Regions from separate parts of the Sus scrofa genome. Here region 1 is linked to region 2. The links are chromatin contacts, called in public promoter capture Hi-C maps. All regions are on one chromosome and are shown on one strand. The core of a region is the stretch at or near the end of the contact, and the rest is flanking DNA. Distances in the headings are between cores, read along the strand shown.

Region 1 (5,840 bases), core at 130-2,629, 380 kb after region 2:
GCAGCGCGAATGGGTAAGAGCACCAGTCAGTGCGGCTCTTGCAGCAGGCCACGGTGCAGGCCACGGCCAGTACGAAGGCCACAGGCAGCACAAGGGCGCGGTAGGCAGCGATGAGGCCTGTGCAGTCCACGTGCCAGCCCAGGCGCTGCTGCACATACGGGGTCATCACCCTGGCGTCCAACAAGCTCAGGCCCGGCAACAGGTAGTAGTAGTAGGCCACAGTACTGCCGAAGCCATAGTAGCTGATGGACGCGTAATCCAGGTAGAAGAAGGCGGCGCGCAGGCGTAGCGACAGGCAGCTGAACACATGCGCCGTGCAGCTCATGGCGAAGGTCAGCAGCACGCCCGACGCGTAGCACCACAGCGGCAGCAGCCATGGGTGGTGGAAGGGCACATCGCGGCCACTTAGAAAGAACAGGCGGCAGAACTTGCTCAAAAACAGCAGCAGCGGGATGAAGTGCGTCCAGAAGTTGAGCGTCTCGTTGGTAGGCTTCAGCACCGAGGCTAGGCACTCCTGCGCGGTGCATGGCAGCCGCCGGTAGCCGGACAGGATGAAGCACTCCACGAAGTCGTCGGGCACCTCGTCCCAGCGCAGCAGCGGCTTGGCGGATGCCGCAGGGTCTCCGGAGGCCGAGGGGTGGGAGCGAGAGGCGGCCTCTGAAGCCGCCGCGGTCATGCCAGGCGGGCCTTTTGTGCCCGCGCTCCGGGGCTGCAGGCGCCGCGGCATGGTGCCCGGGGCTTGGCTAGGGCGCGCACAGGCGACCTCTGGCGCCGGCACCAGCGCGCTCGCCAGTCCCCGCCGGCCGCCGTCGGAGCCTTTGTGCACGCGCCGGGGGCGTCGCTGCAGGTTCCAGAAAAGACCTGAGCCTCTGAGCAGCCGTTCCTAAAATATAAATAAATAAAAATAACCATCAATTTCGAAGTCGCGCAGCGACCAGCAGGAGCGCGCGGGGCTCGTCGGCCCCTTCACCAGGCTCCCTGCTACCGGCTCGCGGCCGCTCGCGCTGCGGCAGCGGCGGCGGCGCGGCTGACTGCGGCGGCGGCGCTGCTGCGGTGACTGGGCATCGCGCGGTGCGGGCGCAGCCGCCGCCGCCGCCCCCGGCGCGGGAGGCGGGGATGTGGGAGCGGAGGCGCTTGGAGGGAGGGAGGGACAGGCGCACCCGGGCCTCCCTGGCTAGTATTTCGCGGCCGCCTCGGGCAATAGAGTTGTCCCCCGTCTCGAGTTCCGTACCATCCCCCTTTCTCGGGTCGCAGAAGCCCGAGTTGGCCCGTTAATGATTGATGCGAGGGCCGAAGGCTGCGCCAGCGACTCGGCAGCCCGCGTCGAGGGCGAGGGTCGGCGCCGGGATTCGAAACCCGACAGCCACGCGGGCGTTCGAAAGGACACAGGGGAGCCGCGTTCGCGGGGGGCGGGGAGCTGTGGCGGGGTGGGGGGAGGGGAGGGCGGCGGGAGTGCTGAAGCCGGGGCAGAGCGAAGAGATGCTCTGACAGTAATCTCCGGAGGGGGCGGAGGCGCTCCGGAAACCGAGGGGCTTTGAGGCCGTGTCTGGACCAGGGCCGTGTCATTGTCATATACCTGGGACTGCTGTTCTCTTTCCGTGTGTGTGTGTGCGCGCGCGCGCGCGCCCGCGCGGTACTCACTCTCGGCACCATATCAAGCTTTAGTTTATCTCCTTTCGTCTAGCGGACTTATTCAGGTGCGTCACTAACCTCCTTTCGTCGTTGTCGTGGCCAAAAAAATGGTCCTCTAAACTGGCCTGGGGTCGCACTCACCAGCCTTCGGGGGCTGAAGCTCACCCATACTACCGTTTTTGTGTCTTTAACTAGGACTCTTGTTTGGAGCCCAAGAGTCCTACAACTCAGGGCGGGCTGCTCAAACTCCATGTTTTAATGAAAAATTTCAGATGAAGACTAGGCGATTTAGAAAGCTTGCTCGGAGGAATTTATTAAGAAGGGATTCCCAAGCAGAGCTGTGCCCGAGTCAAGGGCTGATTCTAAGTGGAGGGCGTTGATAAGGGAGGACTTCAGGGAGGAGGTGCATTTTAGCGCGAATTGAAAAGAGAACGGAGACGAAGTCGTATAGACTGGGAGGAGTGGCTTGGAAAAAAATCTTATGCATAATTAAGCAGAAGTACCTGGCAGGCTAAGTTGGGTGGCTCAAGGCCAGAAAACAGACAGACTGAAGAATGGAAAATGGTTGTGATACACTGCGCTGTGAATATATGCCCTAGAGCTTTGTGAAAAGAGGGGCTGAAAAACCTGCCTCCTGTAAAATGTTTACCATTTCACAGAAAGTTTCTCTAAGTGCTACCCTGGGTGTGTGACTGAGTCTGACTAACATCACTGCTCTGCAGTATAGTGTCAGGTAGACAATAGCTAACTCTTAAGGAACCCGGCACTGTTCTAAGTGCTTTACAGTTTTCAATTCTTTTAGGTATTATTTTCCGATCTTGCAGATAAGGAAGTGAAGGCACCAAGATGGTAAATACCCCATTGGTAGAAGGGGGGATTTGAACCCAGCAAGCTCCTTCTAGACCTCATGTACTTAAAGCTGAACATCCATCAACCTGCTTTGCTCAAAGGAAACTTTGAGGAAGCATAGTCTGATTTAGGAAAAGGCTTTCAATTTCATTTTATAAATGAAAGGCTACCTTCATCACTACAACAAATCCTACAAGTAGGTCAAGGAAGATTTACTTAGTGGTGGCTCAGGACTTAGTTATGGATAAGAGTTATTTATAACTAAGAAATCATTCAGTATTGTAAATATCTAAAATGACTTAAGGATACTAGAAACAGTCCCTTTAGAAGTTTTAGCTTTCTCTTTCAAAAAAAATATTTTCCGTTAGTAACCAACTTAGCAAACTGTTACACAATTAGGCCAAAGTTACACCTTTCTGAACACAAATTCCTGATTAATGAATTTTCAATAAATGAGATTTTACTGTAGTTACTTAATTAGTATTTTGTTTTAGTCTTTTGTTTTGCACTGTCTATAGCCTTGTTTTAAAGCAAAACCTAATTTCCTTTCACATCTGGACTTAGGATCCAGGCTAATTTGTAAAAGGGTTAAGATTCAGGCAGTTGTAAATCAAGCCTAAGAATGATAAAACTGAATCCGGGGCAGGCCAGAATAAAATTTTTTTCATATTCTCTGTTACTCCACGAACAACCTGAGCCGTAAAAAAAAAAAAGTTGATCTTATAATAATTCCCATCTTTACCAACCTCTTAGCTGCAAAATCGGCTCCCTTACATAATTGGGGAGAATATAATAGGAAGTTCACATCAAATGAAATAATGGAATTGACTGTAAATTAATGTGAAAAACCTCTGGTTAGATAGAATAACTTTTATCTTTATGGCTAAGAGGGCTGAGCCTGGCTGTAATAAAAGATGGTAGTCTTTAAAACATTCGGTATTTTATAAAGTCAGAAAATGTCTGTAACATTCTCATAAGTCTTTGAGAAAGTCTTTGTGATTTCTGCTTTTCTCTTTTCTCATGCGTCTCTTACCCCACATGAGGCACAAAATCAGCTGCTGTCATGAAGTGGTGTTCCTGAAAGCTCTCTGGTGCTGACCAAGACAGGTGTCCTGGTTATACCTTGACAAAGCCAAGTAAAAAGGAACTAAGGAAATAGCATTATTCACCTAATTAATTAAAAAAAAACCCAAGCTAGCAATACGATGTTTCCTTTATTACTACCAATCTTTAGAATTAATTTTTCTTTACGGTTTTTGAGATATAAAGCTGTTCCCCAAAACCCCCACAGGCTGGGTTTTGTCATTTATTTTAATGCCAGTAAACTCACTGCCTCTTGTCAGTGAGAACCATGGTCACGTCCCCTGGGCTTGGCTAAACAGAGAGAAGCAGTGGTCTGGCTGCTATTCCCTGAAGGTGCACTGGGAGATAAGGCATCTCTAAGGTAACCAGAACTGACTACCAAGTTCTTGACCTAAAAGAGTCACTGGGTATTACATTGGAAAGCCAGTGCCAGGTGTTACGTTAGAGGCGGAAACTGCCTAGTTCTCCCAATTGCAGTCTTGTCAAACCAAGGCCACAAATATGTTTTTTGCAGTTTTGTGGAGGCTCTGTATGTTTGGGCACTGAGGGGTGCCGGCTGCAAAGTGCAGTCATACATAGGACAAATGCAAGCGGGACAAATGCTTTTGCCCCTGTGCTTTGCTTTGGTGATGATCTTATAGGCCAATCCTAGGCTTGAGTTTCTCTCTACAGTAATAGAGTGAAGCATATATAAAAATTCCATAGCAGATATGATATTCTCTAATAAGGACAATGAGATATAGATAAAACCTGCAGAGAAAAGATGTGATATTTGTTAATATCCATTTTTGGAGGAAGTAATTTATTTATTTATTTATTTTGCTAGTCTCATTTTTAGCCAAAACCCCCATCAACCAACCAAACAAAATCCACTGTGGACCCAGTGCTTAGTTGTATCCACAACTCTGTATGAAGAGAACTCTATAGGGTTTAGTCCCTCTCCTTAGAATATACAGTCTAAAAAAGAGCCTCCCTTCCCTCAAATTGAAAGCATTATCACCCAAATTCTTCCATGTTGTTTGGGATTAACATATACACACTAATGTATATAAAATAGATAACCAACAAGGACCTTCTGTGTAGCACAGGGAACTGTACTACATGTTTTATAATAACCTAATGGAGAAAAATCTAAAAAATAGAAGAGGTAGGGAGTTCCTTGGTAGTCTAGGGTTAGGACTTGGTGCTTTCACTTCTGTGGCCTGGGTTCAATCTCTGGTCTGGAAACTGAAGTCCCACATCAAGCCAATGCACACCAAGCCAAAAAAAAAAAAAAAAGGAAGGAAAGAAAGAAAATATATGTATGTATAACTGAATCACTTTGCTGTACATATGAAACACATTATAAATCAACTCTGAATAAAAATTTAAAAAACACAAAAACAAACAAGACCCCCAATTTTTCCATGTCAGGTGTGGTCACAACTAGATTATAGGGTCCGAGCTTCTTAATGATGGAAAAACTTTTGAAAGTGGCATCAGGTGTAACTATGGCAATTTTGGGAGCAAAGTACAATTAGAAGGCTGGACGTGAGAGGGAGAATGGTGGGAAATTGAGTTCTTATCTGGTGCTGTTCCTGCCCAGTTACAGATGGTGACAGGATTCTCTTTTGAAGAAAAGCTGAGGGAGCCCTAATGAGGGTGTTTTCCCTTTTGCAGTTCTGTGTGGGGGCGGGGTGGGGCCCGACAACTCCATGCGCCCCTCTTTCTTGCAGTCTCACCTGCTTTCTACTAGTGGTCTCCAAAGTGGGGTGCATAAGAGACTGATTCAAGTGGAGACTAAAACGTCACAACTTCTGTTTCCAGAGATCTCTTCTTATTCCTTCTAAATGTCCTTACTCTGTGAAGGTTGTATAATACACTCAATATGGAGTCTGTGGAGGTAACTTATAAATAATACATTGGGCCTTGGAGAGCACATAAACACTGGCTGATGAAAGGTGTGGAATCGAAGTTGTTGATTTCTGCCCTATAGTCCGTTGCTCGCTTGTTTGTCCAGCCTGCTTCCATCCCCTCTTCCAGGTCCAGGATGGAATCCCCTTCCCTGTCTCTGTGGTTGCTGGAAAGTGTATTTTAGCGCCTTCCCCTGTCAGCCAGCAGTCCCCAGGCTCTGACCAGACCTGCCCAAGCCTTCAGCCCCTCCCACAGCTCCCCTGAGCTAGCACCCTCCCCATTCTGGAGTTATTTCTCTTAGTTCTGCCCCTTCTGTTTCCTGACTAGAACCTGTATTGTCTTCCCACAAAGGCCTCATATTTACATTCACCTTAATGTTCATC
Region 2 (6,016 bases), core at 277-2,776:
CTATATTAAAGCAGGGGGAAGGGGGAAACACCCTGAGCTTTACATGGAGCCTGAAAGATGAAATAGGTACATCAACTTCCTGTGTGAACACCTGCCTTCATCTTCTTAAGAAAGGTAAATGTTACTTTACAAAATGTTTACCCAAGTATGATTGCAACACTCATGCCAAGGGGGAAAAAATCATACACACAAAAAGAGGATGATTCAGTTAAGACAAGCATGGTGCTGTTATTTATAACCTCTTATGTATGTAACTGAGGAAGACTAAATGTCAGTGTCTTGGTATGGCTAACAAGTGGAGAGGGACACAACTGCACTGCACAAAGAAAGGAAATTAAATATCCCATGGGCTTAAAATCAGTTGTGGCTGTGTGCTAAGTTTTCAAACAATTTAAGAAATTGGAAAGCAACTATTCCAATTGACAGTTCAAATGCAGTAGTGGTACAAGCCCACTTTTCTATTCACAGTAGGTTACCAAAAAAAAAAAAAAAAAAATTGAACAAACACCCTGCCTAGGCCTGGTTGAGGAAAGGTTGTAGGTGTGTTGAAGGACAGCAGACATCAACATCTCTCCCTTCTGTTGCGGCAGGAAACTGGTTTACATGATTCTATTCTCAGGTTTACAGGGGAAAAAAAAAAAAAAAGCTATGCAAATGGAACATTAAATTATCTTCAAATTTTGGCTTCATTCTTGCACATTTATATTTTGCAGACGTTGTGGTCGATTCCTGGGATTTCTGATTGAACTAACGAATTGGGGACTGGATGATCAACATGAAAAGGGTCCCATCTCCAGAATGGCCTATGGTTTCACTTCTAAGAAAGACACAAACTGCTTTTTCGAGCAACTGGCCTTCCTTGCATAAAATCTGAACAAATGACTTTTCATCCGAGGGCAGTTTGGGGTCAAAACATAGAAGACAACAGAAACTGAGACAAATCCACAGGTCAAGTACTCCATCAAGGAAAGAGGCTTTTGAGAAGCAAAGCAGTGAGTGTAGGGAAGTGATCAGAAAGTTACCATCCGGCGGGACCCTTCTTTCCCGCCGCAGAGGCAATCCCCTGGGGGTGCTGGTGGGGGAGGAGCTTCAGGGCGCCGCTGAGGTAAAGTGGGACCTGCAGACGGCCCTCCCCTCGGACCCGCATCTGGCGGGTCTGCGGCGAAGCCCCCAGTCCTTTTAACCGCCTCTCTGTAGGAGAAGCGCTCTAATCAGCCACGGAGTGTCTCCACAAGGGCCCGGGTTGAGGGGATCGGAACTAGGACGCGCGCGGCTGGGGAGGGAGAGCACGTGAGATGCCGGCCTGGCCCTACCTGCCCAGCTCCCGCAGGGCCGGGATCATAGACGCCAACTCCAGACCATGCTCGCCCATGCTGAGGACGTGCACCACCGGTCAACTACACCCAGGCGGGCTCCTGGCGTCTCCACAGCCACCTCCGATGAGAAAGCGCGGCGCCCGACGGTGCCTCGCGGGGCCCAAAACTCCTCCCGGAAGCCGTGCGGGCCCGCTCGCCAGGTCCTAGTTCTTTTCTGCGTAGGACCCGGGGGAGGCCGGGAGGCCGAAGTGGGTGGGGAGAGTGGGCGGGGCAAGGGACGCGGCGCGGCGGAGGGTCAAGTTTCCCCAGTTGGGTTCGCTCTGAGATAGGCAGCTTGGTAAGTGGCCAGGCAAAAATCGTGAGAGTTTTGGTTTTTAGTTGCTCTGCTCTGTCACTCCCAAGCTTGGGAGGCTCAGAGAACCCAGACCCCGGGTCCTGGGAGGAAAGGGGCGTGGCGGGCACTAGCCCAGAATCCCTCTCATGACAAATGTGAAAAATGAGACAATTCAGCATCTAGAGCCCCAAGATCAGATCCAGGTCTCCCCAAAGACGCCCCCAGGTTCTTCATTTTCTTACTGTTCTCTTGACGGGTGTCTGAGAGGTATGGCGCAAAAGGTGGGCTCCTCCTTGTCCCAGCGGATATTTTTTCCCCTCAAATTGAAGTCTGCATTAGGTTTCCTTGAGGATACTCTCAAGTTTTTTCCTTTCTTTTCTTTTTTTTTTTTTTTTTTTTTTTTTGGTATGGCCGCAACCGCGACAGACGGAAGTCCCCTAACCAGGGGTCAGATCCGAACGCAGCTGCAGCATCGTTGGATCCTTTAACCCTCTGTGGCAGGCTGGTGACTGAACTCTCGCCTCCATAGTGACCGGAGCTACTGCATTCGGATTCTCAACCCATTGTGCCACAGCGGGAACTTATCAACCTTTAATATTTAAGAAGAGGGTTAAATTGTGTTTATTTGTGGCTCATCAAGTGAGCGACAGTATTGTGTGTATTTATGTCACCTTTACCTTTGGCGTCTATTACCTGTGATTTAATTTTTAAGTAAATCAGTGGATTTTGGCTGTAGACATTTTGTAGCTCAACCTAGTTTTTTTTATACGAAAAATGGTCATCATAAGAGGCTGTTAACATGTCAAAGTTATGTTTAATCAGGCAAGGCCAGGCAGTGTATTTACCTTTGTTCCCTAACACAGGAGAATAATTGTTACACAGTATCTTAAGAAAAAAAAAAAAAAAGGAGGGAGTTTCTGTTGTGGCTCAGGGGTAGCAAACCCTGCTAGTGTCCATGAGCACCCAGTGGGTTAAGAATCCCTGGCTTCACTCAGTGGGTTAAGAATCCCGTGTTGGCGCAAGCTGAGGTGTAGATGGCATACGCCTCTTGGATCTGACCTAGCTGTGGTGGAGGCCAGCAGCATATGGAGGTCTGACTTGACCCCTAGGCTGGGAACCTCCATATGCCCTGGATGTGGCCCTAAAAAGACAAAAAAAAAAAAAAAAAGAAGCGGAGTGACAGCCAAATAGGCTCCTGTCTCAGGGATTTCGCGTTTGCTAAACCCTCTGCCTTGACCTTAAATATCCCTCTTAAATACCCTTCTTTCATCACTTCTCTTCAGATGTTTGCTGAAATGTCACCAGAAAGCCTCATATGGACTAGCACACTTGCACTCATACTCTCTCCCCCTCCATCCTTGCTTTATTTTCCTTCATAGCACATAGAATCAAGTTATATATTAAATACTATTTTTTTGACTGTCTCTTCCAATTAGAATATAAGCTCCTTGAGAGCGGGATTTTGCTTAGATACCTGGGACCTAAAAGAGTGCTTGGGATATAGTTGGTATGTAGTAATTATTTGTTAAATACCAGAATGCTATAGTGGGTGTTAGAGCACCAGGGAAAGAAAGACGGTTGACTGAAGCAGTGACATTTCAAACAAGATTTATTGACCAGCAGAGTGGTTGGGAGCACTGAGCAAGAGGAACTCAGAGCTGCCCGCTGTTGGGAGAAATTCAGGTTTTATAGGCTGGGGGTTTTGTGCTGAGTTCTGTAGGTCCAGGATGGTGGTTGAGATCAATGTATAAAAATTTAACTTTCTCGAAGTCCTCGTTGTGGCGCAGTGGAAATGAATCTGACTGGGAACCATGAGGTTGTGGGTTTGATCCCTGGCCTCGCTCAGTGGGTTAAGGATCTGTTGTTGCCGTGAGCTGGCCTGCATTGCTGTGGCTGGGGTGTCAGCCGGTGTCTACAGCTCTGATTGGACCCCTAGCCTGGAAACACCATATGCTGTGCATGCTACCCTAAAAAGACCAAAAAAAAAAAAAATTAATTTTCTCTTTGGGCTGTCTTTGTCCTTGGGAAGTCAACCGCTTCATGGGCTTGGTTTTTCCACTTGTGGCGGTCCAGTGAAGTGGAGGCTGCAGGTCTGAGTCTGGGTGGGTCAATGAGTCATGCAGACTTACTCTTTTTTAGGTCTTCATTTTAGTTTCTACCTAAGAGTGGGCAGATCATGTGATTTTGAGTTGAGCCCCTATGCAAGTTCTCACTCCATCTGCTGGAAACTATAAAGTTGGTTGAGTTACTTAACCTCTTTGTACTAAAATTTTTCATCTATAAAATGAGATTATTAATATCTACTGCATAATGTTATAGTAAAGATAAAATAAGAGGTGGTAGTGTCCTACAGTGGAATATCATTTCGTAGTTAAAATGAATGAAGTGTGAATTCTGAAAACAGTGTTGAGTGAAAAAAAGCAAAAGACAAAAGGATACATAACAGTATCAAGGCACTTACATACCTTTTGAACTCACAAAATAAGGCTTTGTGTGAGTGAATTGTGTATACATATATATATGATAAAAAAAATTTTTCTTAATGGTTGGAAAGGCTATACATCAACTCCAGGAGAGTTGTACCTCTGGAGAAGGAGAGAAGGGATGTAATAATAAGTTTTCAATATATCTGTGAAGATTTTCTTTTAATTGGATTGGATTAATCATGACAAATTTAACGTTTACTATGTTTGGGTGACCTGCTGATATCTCTCTAATTCTTCCGTTCAGATCTCTCTCAGATTTATATTTCATATGTCTACCTTTCTACTGCATTTTTTTCCTTGAGTTTTTTCCCAGGCATTTTATTTTTAACTTTTTGTTATGGACACTTTCAAATATATATGAAAAATAGAATAGGAGTTCCCTGGTGGTGCAGCAGGTTAAGGATCTCGAGTTGTCACTGCTGTGCCTCCAGTTAACTGCTGTGGAACTTCTGCATAGCCTGGGTGTAGCCAAAAAAAAAAAAAAAGTAGAGAGAGTAGACTAAGTAAACCCCCCCACCTATGCCCATCATCCAACTTGAACAACTATTTACATGCATATGGCCAGTCTTCCTTTCATCTACAACCACCCCTCCCATTCCCCCTTCCTCTAACTGGATTATTTTAAAGAAATCTCAGACATCATATCCATTTATCTGTAAACACTTGAGTGGGTGGGTATCTTTTCAAGGTAAAGATTCTACCACCTAAACACCAAACCCATCCACTTCCCTCCAAATCCCATTATTACCCTTCTAGCTTCAGACCATCACTGTCTTATACTCAAAAGACTTCAGCCACATTCTAGCTTACCTTTCTTCCTTAGGGCTTGTTTTCCCTCCAATCTATTCTCTACACTACAGTACGTCAACTTTCTTGCTCTTCAACAATTATTGAAATTTTTAAAATATGCACCCTAATATGTGCATATTCATTTATTAACAGTGCATATTTAGTACCACATTCTAATATATGTGAAACTTATTATAATGTAAATTTGGACCTAATACAGCTGTTGATTGCTTCCTGTCCACCTTTTATCATTTAGAGGAGTGGAGTGCCAGGGGAGAATGAATCCGAAAGCAGAGAGGCTGAGGTGAGCAGGTTTCTATGTCCTTGGGACCTTGGTTTTCTAAGCTCAGTTCACAGCAGGGCACCAACTAATGTCCTGGAAGTTTCAGCAAACCTGTGTATAGAATGGTCCCCATTGATGATTAAACTAGAGCGGGAAATGACCACCGGGTGGCACCACAAACCCAAATGAGAGCAAAATGGACTTGGTTCTCAGGCAGACACCCAAACTCCTGGCTGCCTAGCTCTGCAAGTTCCATTGTAATCCATTGGATTTTTTTTAAACTCCATTTTCCCAGGATTTTACTATATACACTGAAATAGAAATCTTAAAGAAATGAGGTTAAGAAATGTAAGCAATTTTACAAGCTCCTTTCTACAAGTAAATGGACTTCAATATACACTTCCTTGGTACACACACACACTCACACACACACTTTTTGCATTTTAAATAATTGTGTTCTTTTGTTGTTGTTTTTTGTTTTTTTTTGTTTTTTTTGTCTTCTTGCCTTTTCTAGGGCTGCACCTGCGGCATATGGAGGTTCCCAGGCTAGGGGTCCTAATCGGAGCTGTAGCCGCTGGCCTACACCAGAGCCACAGCAACGTGGGATCCAAGCCATCTCTGCAACCTGCACCACAGTTCATGGCAACACTGGATCCTTAACCCACTGAGCAAGGCCAGGGATCGAACCCGCAACCTCATGGTTCCTAGTCTGATTTGTTAACCACTGTGCCACGACGGGAACTCCAAAATATGTAGGAAGCTTAAAGGTAAATAAAGCTTTTTGAAATAATTGTAATAGAAAAAATAG

What was found. Promoter capture Hi-C pulls out the DNA fragments that hold promoters and counts their contacts.
Region 1: a contact with region 2 is called in a promoter capture Hi-C map of fetal skeletal muscle, with 5 times the contacts expected there. The contact joins the promoter of PAQR9 here to the promoter of ATR in region 2. A contact is called at or near these places in 2 of 5 promoter capture datasets (fetal liver and fetal skeletal muscle) and 1 of 2 datasets of contacts at active chromatin or transcription factors (skeletal muscle).

The regions. Positions count from the first base shown.
Region 1 is chr13:83,668,143-83,673,982 of Sscrofa11.1, forward strand. It overlaps PAQR9 (progestin and adipoQ receptor family member 9), which reads right to left and starts at 1,380. Exons shown (of 2, transcript XM_021069578.1): 1 at 1,161-1,380; 2 at 1-883. The coding sequence starts at 727.
Region 2 is chr13:83,288,460-83,294,475 of Sscrofa11.1, forward strand. It overlaps ATR (serine/threonine-protein kinase ATR), which reads right to left and starts at 1,527. Exons shown (of 47, transcript XM_021069571.1): 1 at 1,314-1,527. The coding sequence starts at 1,372. LOC110256309 (a long non-coding RNA gene) reads left to right here and starts at 1,558. Exons shown (of 2, transcript XR_002337705.1): 1 at 1,558-1,653; 2 at 2,077-2,556.